2 separate regions of the Bombyx mori genome follow, and region 1 is linked to region 2. The links are chromatin contacts, called in public Hi-C maps. All regions are on one chromosome and are shown on one strand. The core of a region is the stretch at or near the end of the contact, and the rest is flanking DNA. Distances in the headings are between cores, read along the strand shown. Region 1 overlaps LOC101738242 (zinc finger protein 608). Region 2 overlaps LOC101738242 (zinc finger protein 608).

Evidence for each region. Hi-C and Micro-C count contacts between places; a contact is called where the count stands out from the background.
Region 1: a contact with region 2 is called in a Hi-C map of midgut, with 1.7 times the contacts expected there. The contact joins two enhancer-like sites. A contact is called at or near these places in 2 of 7 Hi-C or Micro-C datasets (midgut and whole pupa).

Annotation. Positions count from the first base shown.
Region 1 is chr19:10,836,846-10,842,351 of ASM3026992v2, forward strand. All of the region lies in intron 1 of LOC101738242 (zinc finger protein 608), which reads right to left. Among protein-coding and RNA genes, the nearest start is that of LOC101738242, 13 kb to the right of the region's middle. Within about 2 kb of position 3,821, at least 5 of the 8 cell types and tissues checked have open chromatin away from gene starts, as enhancers often do.
Region 2 is chr19:10,780,143-10,784,879 of ASM3026992v2, forward strand. All of the region lies in intron 3 of LOC101738242 (zinc finger protein 608), which reads right to left. Among protein-coding and RNA genes, the nearest start is that of LOC101738242, 70 kb to the right of the region's middle. Within about 2 kb of position 2,604, at least 1 of the 8 cell types and tissues checked has open chromatin away from gene starts, as enhancers often do.

The sequences.
Region 1 (5,506 bases), core at 2,571-5,070, 58 kb after region 2:
CTTTACATTGCCTCTAATGTGACCAATGATAACCTCTTAAAATTAGATCGCGGACACGATCAACTTTGTCAGTGAAAAAAAACGGTAACATAGTTCAAACAGTTTCGGAATGATTTAACGAATACAACCTTGTTGCTATGATAAAAAGGTTTGCCATTTTTTTTTATCTTATTAGATTCATGGATTTCCATTTCAATAGTTAACTATATTTAATTAAACCTTTTCGGCCTCACGAGTATATGACTGCTTTTGATTTTTTCAGATACAAAGATTACATTTTAGATTAATTGTAAATTTAAAGCGACCGGAGATGTAAATTGCCTTTTATTATCTATATATTAATACGTGAAGCAAAAACTTTGTATCCCTTTTTACGAAAATAGCGCGGACGGAGGAGTATGAAATTTTCCACACTTATAGAGAATATAGAGAAGAAGTGCACAATGCTAATATTTTTTTTAAATAATGCGTATAAGATACATTAAATCAATAAAGAAAACATTACACACACTACATACCATATATCTGACGCACACACGCATGCATACTATTTATTGTCAAACTTTTGTTCTTGACGTCTGTGGTCAAATTGAGAATAGATTAAATACTGTTTGTCTTTATTAATATTTTTTTATTTCGCCTTGGCGAAATTTGTGATTATAGAAGTATAAAATATAATCATAATAGTGTACAAACTTATTATACAATTCCAATTAATTATAGTCGAATTTCGACTCCTCTAGTTATTATAAAAACGAGTGTCGGTGGTAATTTGTGAATTTAACTAAGAAACCAATTCCAATCGTGTCATTAGGTAACGCTGCTATTCCGGACTCAGCTATGCGATGACTAACGCTCTAAATTATTTCTCCTGAATACACGTAGCCATAAAATAAAGTCATTAGTCAATGAAACGATTGTAGCAAACGAAAGAATACATTGAAGCGACATAAAACTCGTTGAGAATATGAGTACAAGTGTAAGAACGCCGGCTGGCTATCTTCCAACGACCGTCATTATTGTCACGCAACACGCAGCCATCATTTAATGTCAAATTTACCGTGACACACAAAATGCCTACCGATTACCTCAATATACCATTCGGTAGAAGTCCAACGTGAGAGGTTGTAAATAGCAATAAAATTCGGAAAGATTTCTCTTTGTTCCCCCCCTCAAGCGACTTAAGAATTCATTTGATTTTTAAAAACATAGATTCGTCGGGACCAAAATAAATTAAGAGTAGATATATTTATGTTTTTAAAGCCGTTGGGTACGCAGCACGTCACATGTGTCGATAAGGCGAGTGACGTCAACCTGGGTTGGATGCATCTTATAAGACGCCGGATTCCCGTCTCGTGGCGATTACTCGTGCCGATCCGAAGTACACAATGCAGGGTCCCAAGGTGTACGATATTGCATAAGCTCAATCGAAATTAAACTCAAAACAAATACCGGTCTTTGTGAGTTATCAGATGGGGCGAAATATTTAAGTCACAGAGGTTCGGCGTGGTCTCATTAAAAACGTTTCCGAGAGTCGCGGTCCCCCCGGCTTACGGCTTACAGCTATCAACGGTACGATACCATAATCGATTTTATTGCTGATCCCTATAAAATCGGTCGCCGGTTTGTTTTAGTTTTATCGCAACCCTAGTTAATCTTGCGAATCAATTCTGACCCCCGAAACGGCCTGTCGTATCAATATTTTTAAATGTATTACGGCTCTAGATTTCATAAAAATTAAACTGTCAACCGAACCAATTTCTTCTCTACAAGTTAATTTGGCTGTAACAGATTTATGTGTACGTCGAACAAAAGACTATTCTCTTATAAATATAACTAGACGATGACCGTTTTTTTTTTTTTTTTGATAAATTGCGTTTTTCCGATGTCTTAACAACACCATCTGCTGAAATACCTTTAGTGTTATTGTGTCTTTAAAAATAGTATTATTATTCGCTGGAAGAGGATTATTGAAAACACGAGTAAAATAACATTTTCTGAAAATAAATCGTAGGCTAGATCGATTTATCGCCCCCGAAATCCCCTGTATACTAAATTTTATGAAAATCGTTGGAGCCGTTTTCGAGATTCAGATTATATTAATATACAAGAATTGCTCGTTTAAAGGTATAAGATATTAAATTTAACAAGTCTCAGTCATTACTTATCTAGTTACTTAAATGGAATAATAACAAATTTATATTGGAGTATATTTTATTTATTACTTATATTGATGAATCAACTCTAGGCCCGCCTTGTACGTGTATTCAATGGCTAACCATCCATAGTCATTAGAACGTGAATACCGCCACCCACTTTAAGAGTTTATGGTTTTTTTGTCTACCTATGCGCCCGTAGCCTCGAGGGGCTGGTTTTCTGATTTCATCTACACTAGTGCACAAGCTCATGAAGCAAAATTTAGAAGACTTTGCTAACATCTGCCCTAGTAAGACTAGCACTACTACAGTTTTTTACTGGTGGCAGGACCTCTTGTGAGTCCGCGCGGGTAGGTACCACCGCCCTGCCTATTTCTGCCGTGAAGCAGTAATGCATTTCGGTTAGAAGGGTGGGGCAGCCGTTGTAACTATACTTGAGACCTTCGAACTTATATCTCAAGGTGGGTGGCGCATTTACGTTATGGATGTCTATGGGCTCCAGTAACCACTTAACACCAGGTGGGCTGTGAGCTCGTCCACCCATCTAAGCAATAAAAAAAAAACTTTGCTGAACCGCGACGACCTAAGAAGATGCGGTGAGAAACTGAGTGGACTATATCCATGGGTGAAACATGATAAGTCTCAATTGAATCGTATAACGATTGTCGCCAATCAAACCGGTCGTTTTCCGAAACAAGACGTGCGATCTTGTAATTATCCGTCGTATTTGTAATACGACGGATAATTACGCAAACTTATAAAATTGCTTTTTCGATTTTAATTACAAAAAAGTTGTTCCTACGTCGTGTAAGGCCTTCGTGAACACGTGTTAAGTGTGTATTTCCTTGTGAACATTTATATTTGTTTGCGGGATTTGAAAATGCGGCGTTAAGTATTAACTTTGTATTAGATATATAAAAACTTTCAGCAAAATAGTTGTTTTTTGTTTTTCTCCAACGAATAAATATACAAACGAACAAACAGATAGGCAAACAAATTAACTACTGTACAATTTATGAAACTATGTATACCCAGAAAGGTCCATAACATCAAATTCCTTATCTATTAATTCATTCACATCAAAACAGGAAAAAAAGCTACTAAAGTTAATTCGTATACTTTAAATAGGTGTGTTAATAAAAAAGACCTAATTACGTAAGAGTTTACACATTGGTGCCAACATTATTAAATGGTTAAACTGAATTTAAAGTATTATTGAATAAAGTGACGTGTAGTTTGCTAGATGAGTCGTCTATTATCAAAGGTGGCAATCGGTGCATTTGGACAAAAAAATGTTATTGATATGGCGATACAGATTGATTTGAATATAATCGTCTCCTTCAAAGAATACGGTTCAAAACCTACATTAAATAAAGTATTAACTTAACCTGTTATTTATCTAAGATGTCGTTCAGAAGAGTTTTGTGACTGCCAATGGAATACAAAGTCAATAATTCGTTTTTCTGATTCACCAATAATTGTCCAAAAGTCACATTGCCGGCTTTGATAATAGTCGACTCAGATACTAGATAGAAGGCACAGAGGCGTTAATTAAAATACCATGAGGACAATACAGAGATGACACGTTGAGTACGGAGCTGAGTCTGTTTGAGTCGAGTCAAGTTGCAAGCCGAGTTTGGTTAGCGGCAAAGCAGAGTCGCTCGCTTGCTGGCGCTCGCTCCTGTAATTTGATTTGGAGGGGACGGTGAGCGGGGAGGGGTGAGATCGATAGCGCGCGGGGTCCGTGCGGGGCGCGGGGGGCCACAACCACCAGGCGCGTGTTGTTATGGAAACCGAAGCTACCCTCGCGCCTCCAGATTTCGGTCGGTAGTCCCGCTAAATTAAACAAAGAAGATCACTGATATTATTTCCAAGTTACTTGGGATGTTAATGGTTCGAGCAACTTAAATATTAGGTGACGTTTTAATGTTAATGGAGCTTTTGAATATAGAATATTGTTAGTGTTTCGGTCGTAAATATATTTCACGAACGTTCTATTTTATTTAGTGATTGTAACACAAATAGTTTTTGTTTCATTTTCTACTTTGAAAATTTCAAAATGTTTTTAATAACACAACATAACTTTGAATAAATACAAAAATATTTGTTTGTACTTACAGCATTCTATTTATGTTCTGTACTTCGTAAAAAGAACGCAAAATAAATTCGCTTCACACAAGAAAAATAAGCCCGTGAATCGCGAATAAAGAGATGTAAGTAAGCGTGTGTATAACATGTATTTGTTACGCAGTTTGAAACGATATATTGCTACTTTGAAATTTTTTCAATGTTTTTTTAATAACACAACATAACTTTGAATAAACAAAAAAATATTTGTTTGTACTTACAGCATTCTATTTATATTCTGTACTTCGTAAAAAGAACGCAAAATAAATTCGCTTCACACAAAAAAAAAATAAGCCCGTGAATCGAGAATAAAGAGATGTAAGTAAGCGTGTGTATAAAATGTATTTGTTACGCTGTTTGAAACGATATTGGAAGCGATAAACGTTGAAGTCGGCCGGCGAAAAGCCGAACGAAAGCCACAAAATGAATTCCAATTTACACATTTGTGGGGAAAAATCTTAGTAGCGGTCCCGACCGCATCGTCGAGTTTTCATAATACCTGTCCTACGTAATACGAATGACTACACGTGAAAAGAAACTTCAATACTTTAGAATTCATTTCAGAAAATTGTTCATAATGATATTTATTATTCTCAGAGGTTACGTTTGAACGTTATCAGATTTTTATTAGCTTCATACGTAAGTATGTATGTTAGTATGTAACGCAATTTTTAAACATGATTTTGACTCCCTTCAAAACGTTGGATTAACTCAAATTTTTGGTATACTTATTAAGGACCGATGACAACTTAATATGTATTTAAAACAAATTTGAAAAAATTGAAATTCAACTAAAAAATGAAAAATAAATAATAGTTTAAAAAAAACTAACAAAAAACGCTTTTTTTACAGTAAAATCATTTTTTCTTACACTATTTTTAATTCAAATTTATTAAAATTTATTTTCAACTTTTTAGTTGAATTTTCTATAAAAGCGTATTTTGTAATATTTTTTTTAACTATTATTTGTTTTAACAGCAAACATCATCGATAATATTATCTTAGCCGCAATAATTTCAATTACACTGTACTGTTTACGTGTAGAAGCGCTGGCGGCACATAACAATTCTATGGGCTCATTTAAATTGCCTTCAATAGGCCCATTTAAATTGCCTAGACCAGAAGATAAGCAGACACGAAAGGGCGGGCGATGATGTTAATGCAGTGCACTTAACCTGGCCCGCAGCACCTTGCACCCCACCAAACTGGTTCTTACGACGACC
Region 2 (4,737 bases), core at 1,354-3,853:
TAGGGAAAATTAAAGTCTGCACAAGCATGGCCTTTACATTTGATGGTAGCATATTTTTTAGCCGATAGAGTGATCGCAAGGTCCTGATGACTTTTTGACTAATGGATGTTATTTGCGCTCTCCAACCAAGTGTAGTGTCAATGTGTAATCCAAGATTTTTCACGTTTCGGCTAAAGGGGATGATTATGTCATTGAAAACAACAGGCGGCAGCTTAAAATTACTGATCTTACTCATATTTCGATGGCTACCAACAATTAACGCCTGGCATTTGGTAGGATTCACCGCCAGACCAAACCTATCGGACCAATTTTTGATTGATTTTAAATCATTGTTTAATTTTTTAATTAATTAATTTAATTAATATTATAAATTTATATGTAGAATTAAAATTGAAATTAGTCGGAATAAGATCTCTCGAAATCGGAGCTGTGCGGTTCTATTCGACTTTATGCAAATATCGTTCGTTCATATTATTATTGTGTATTTTTTTTCTCTTATTCTTGGCGTTTTAACCTTCTTGACTGTGTAACTTTGGGATGAATTGCTTAAACAATCTTAGCCTAAAAACGGCGACTTAGAACTAATTGTGTTGAAAATTTTATTAAGGTTAAGAAGGCTGTGCTGTCAAGATATTTTATGTTGTTGAAATTTGGGATATTGATTACATGTGATTTTAATGATGAAACAGCTGTACAAAAATATTGTTTTTCATACAGTATCAGTAAGTCACACTTTGAGAAGTAACGAGTCAGAAGTATTCAGATGCAATACTTTACTGTCGATAGCAAAGTTTTTATTTTTATTTTAAGTTTCGTCTGACGGCTATACGATTTAATTTCTTTTATACTACAGAAAATTTCAGAAGACCTTTTTAATGAAGTTCACAGTGAGACAATATTTACTTTTAAACCAATAAGGCATACTGCAAATCTACCCTCTTTGTTTATCTTTTCAACTATTGGGCTAAATAAATAGAAATAATCATCGCATTTGAATTTGATTAAGATTTTAGATTAGGCGTTTTTTTATTATTTGTATACACTTCACAATAAGATTGAATTTTCATTGTGTAAGTTCATTGCGACTACAAAAGCCTCCACTGTGTTTGCGTTGAGCACATGATTCATTGATTTTGCCTGTAACATATTTCTTAGACCATCAATTCAAACTTTTAGTAAAAAAGTAGCCCTTGGTAGCAAACTGACAGGCCAGTTTAAAAAAAAAACCGTAAATTCAAACTTCGACATAACTTTTACACGAAATGTGAATAAAATATCTGAGCGCGATTTGCGTGTAACTAACTGCATGTGTGCAGCAGCGTTTTCATGTTTGATGTTGAAATTTTGCATATTAAGCGTGAAGTAGTGAGGCCTTTTTATATTATGAATCGAATATGGCAAACCTTTTTTCGCAAAATTTCTAAAACGGACTTTTTCATGGAAGACTGCTATAAAATTTAACATCACGGTTTTGATACGGATTTCTATACGAGGGTCATGACTCGATGACAATTAAAGACTCGCATTCATTAGAAATTCATTCAGTTTGTATTCAATACAAATATCACAAGAAAACAGACTATTGTTTTTTTTTTTTTTTTTTTATTGCCTTTGTAGGCAGACGGGCATACGGCCCACCTGATGGTGAGTGGTTACCGTCGCCCATGGACTTCAGCAATGCCAGGGGCAGAGCCAAGCCGCTGCCTACCGCTTAATACTCTCCATAAACCTCGTTTGAAGAAGGACATGTCATAGCGCTCGGGAAACACCGTGGAGGGGAGCTCATTCCATAGCCGGATGGTACGTGGCAAAAAAGATCTCTGGAAACGCACTGTGGATGACCGCAGTGGCTCCAGGTAGTATGGATGAACTCTACTCCGGTGGCGGGCGGTGCGATGGTAAAAACGAGATGCTGGTATCATCTCGAACAATTCCTCAGAGCACTCCCCATGGAACATACGGTACAAAATACAGAGGGAACCGAAGTCCCTCCGCAGACCCAGAGGCTCCAATTGTATGGTATGTTGCTTGCGTGTATTGTTAAGTGCTTATTTCATTAATCATGTCGATTATCACTGGTGGTAGGACATCTTGTGAGTCCGCACGGGTAGGTATCACCATCCCGCCTATTTCAGCCGTGAAGCAGTAATGCGTTTCGGTTTGAAGGGTGGGGCAGCCGTTGTAACTATACCTTACCTTAGAACTTATCTCAAGGTGGGTGGCGCATTTACGTTGTAGATGTCTATGGGCTCCAGTAACCACTTAACGCCAGGTGGGCCATGAGCTCGTCCACCCATCTAAGAAAAAAAAACAGTAGTACGTTGAAGAGCCGGACACTGAAGTTTCAACGGTATCTGATAAATGAACTTGTGGAACATTATCAAACAATTTCGAGAGCATTGACTTGTATTGACTTGACTGATTGAATTGACAAACAAAGCAACAATAACCTTAACGAGATTTAATTAGGATTCAGATTTGATTACTTTTATGTTCATTTAAATAATACTTTCCAAAACAAAATATTTTTATCTAAGGTGACCCCAGAGATTTGTATCACTCTTGTACCCTATGGGCTGAATACACATACAACTGTTTACTAGTTCTTATCTTTACTACTACATTTATTACATTATTTATGTATAATTGAATGAATGTGCTAGATCCAACTTCAATTCAACTATATATTTATTGAATGTAACTATGTAGGGGTGTCGCGTATTTGTAAAAAGCATGTAAGTGCGTCGCTGAGTTAAAAGTATTTTTTTTATTGTCCTTGTAGGCAGACGAGCATACGGCCCACCTGATGGTGAGTGGTTACCGTCGCCCATGGACTTCAGCAATGCCAGGGGCAGAGCCAGCCGCTGCCTACCTATGTATTAAGATCGCTGGACTAGAAGTTCTCTGTAATATTTGAAACGCAAACTTAAAAAACAACTGACAGTACATTTTTTGAGGTAATGTTGATGATTCTCTTTGGAAAAAACACACACTACTTATGTACTATCTTCGTTTTAATTTTTATCGATTCAACTAAGCTAGATAGATAATTGTGATTTGATAATTTTAATACTTACGATAATTTTATTAAAACATTTTTAAACAATCTCATAGAACAATAATTTCACAAATCTAAGCTTTTTTATTCGAAAAACAACATTAGTACCTACATAGATAGTACTTCTCACGGCCAGTCTAGTGTTAAATAGAGCGCGTGTTCACATAACATTGAAAGCATGACGTGGAGATCTCAAATAGTAAGTCTCCAAGAGCGGTCTCACCCTTCAAATTACTACTCCGGCGACAGATATAGATAGGAAGTGGAACCCATATATGAGACAGTCAACTCAAAAGCGTCCTAAGCTTATCATAGTTAGTATATAATACGTCCTAGTGGCCGGTGCCCCAAACGTTGGTCCGACCAGATCTCCGAGCAAACCAGCGGACCACTTAGCGCTGCACTAAACCAGGCTACTGACCGGAACCGATGGAGGCTGGCAGTCGACAAGCTGAAACGGAGGCACGATCCTCAATGAGGGAGCGATGGAGAAGAAAAATGGAGATAATGAGGTCGGAATTTACTTTTACACTGCTTCGTAGGCAAAAACAATACGCGTAAAAATAATGTTTACAAAGCCATATGTGTTCTCTATGGGTGAGACTAGGGACAGGCCGGTTTTGCATAAACTTTTATCATGTTTTAAATACATTGCAATATATAAGCGCGAATGTAAAGAATTGTGGGTTAGGCCACTTTTAGGTGCTGACGGTCTCATATATGAAGAACGGTGTTCATTAATATGGCGCATTAATATTGTTAATAGCATTAATATGGCGTTGCGACTGCGCCAATTGGTCACCACAAAGTACAGGTTGCAATATACTGTAGGCAGCGGCTTGGCTCTGCCTCTGGCATTGCTGAAGTCCATAGACGACGGTAACCACTCATCATCAAGCGGGCCATATGCTCGTCTGCCTCCACGGGCAATAGAAAATAATAATAATAATAATAATACTCTGGAGTCCAAACCACTGGTGGCTTGTGTCGTAAGCACCGCTATCAGCCGCAATCTATTTTTATATAGTGTATTTTTTAAAATTTGTAATTTTAATATCTTGTTTAAAAAATATTGTGTAATTAATAAGATTTTAAATAAATCTAAATAAATAATAAAAATATATTAACTGCGTAGTTATAATTAAAACAGGGATGACTTATTGCTTCAAACGGGCGACCCGTGGTTCATCAGCTTATCGCTACGAGACAAAATAGAGATAATTGCGTTACCCTTATTGTTTCCTTTAATAATATTTTAATTATATACCATATTTATAATAATATGGGATTGAAATTTCCAAAACTGAAGCTAAAACAAAAATATTTAAGAAAATTTTATTTTAAAGTTGTCTTAATGCGCAGGTTTTTTTTTTATTTATTTCACTTCTGACTTTATTACTGCGAACATAAATTACAACAAGTTCTGATGTTGTAGATCATTATGGAATACCGAAAACATTTCGCTTTAAGTGCAACGAAATATGCAAATTATTTTTTTTTTTTCTCATGACCGATGAACTCCCGTCCCAATTAGTTTTAAATGGCATCACATCATAAACCATGCCGTCCATCTTGAGACTTGAAAAAATAAATTTTCAATTTTATTATCTCACTTTCAGATTGTTTAATTATTTTTAGTTTAAACTTCAAATTAATAACATCGAGGGAGCATTATTTAT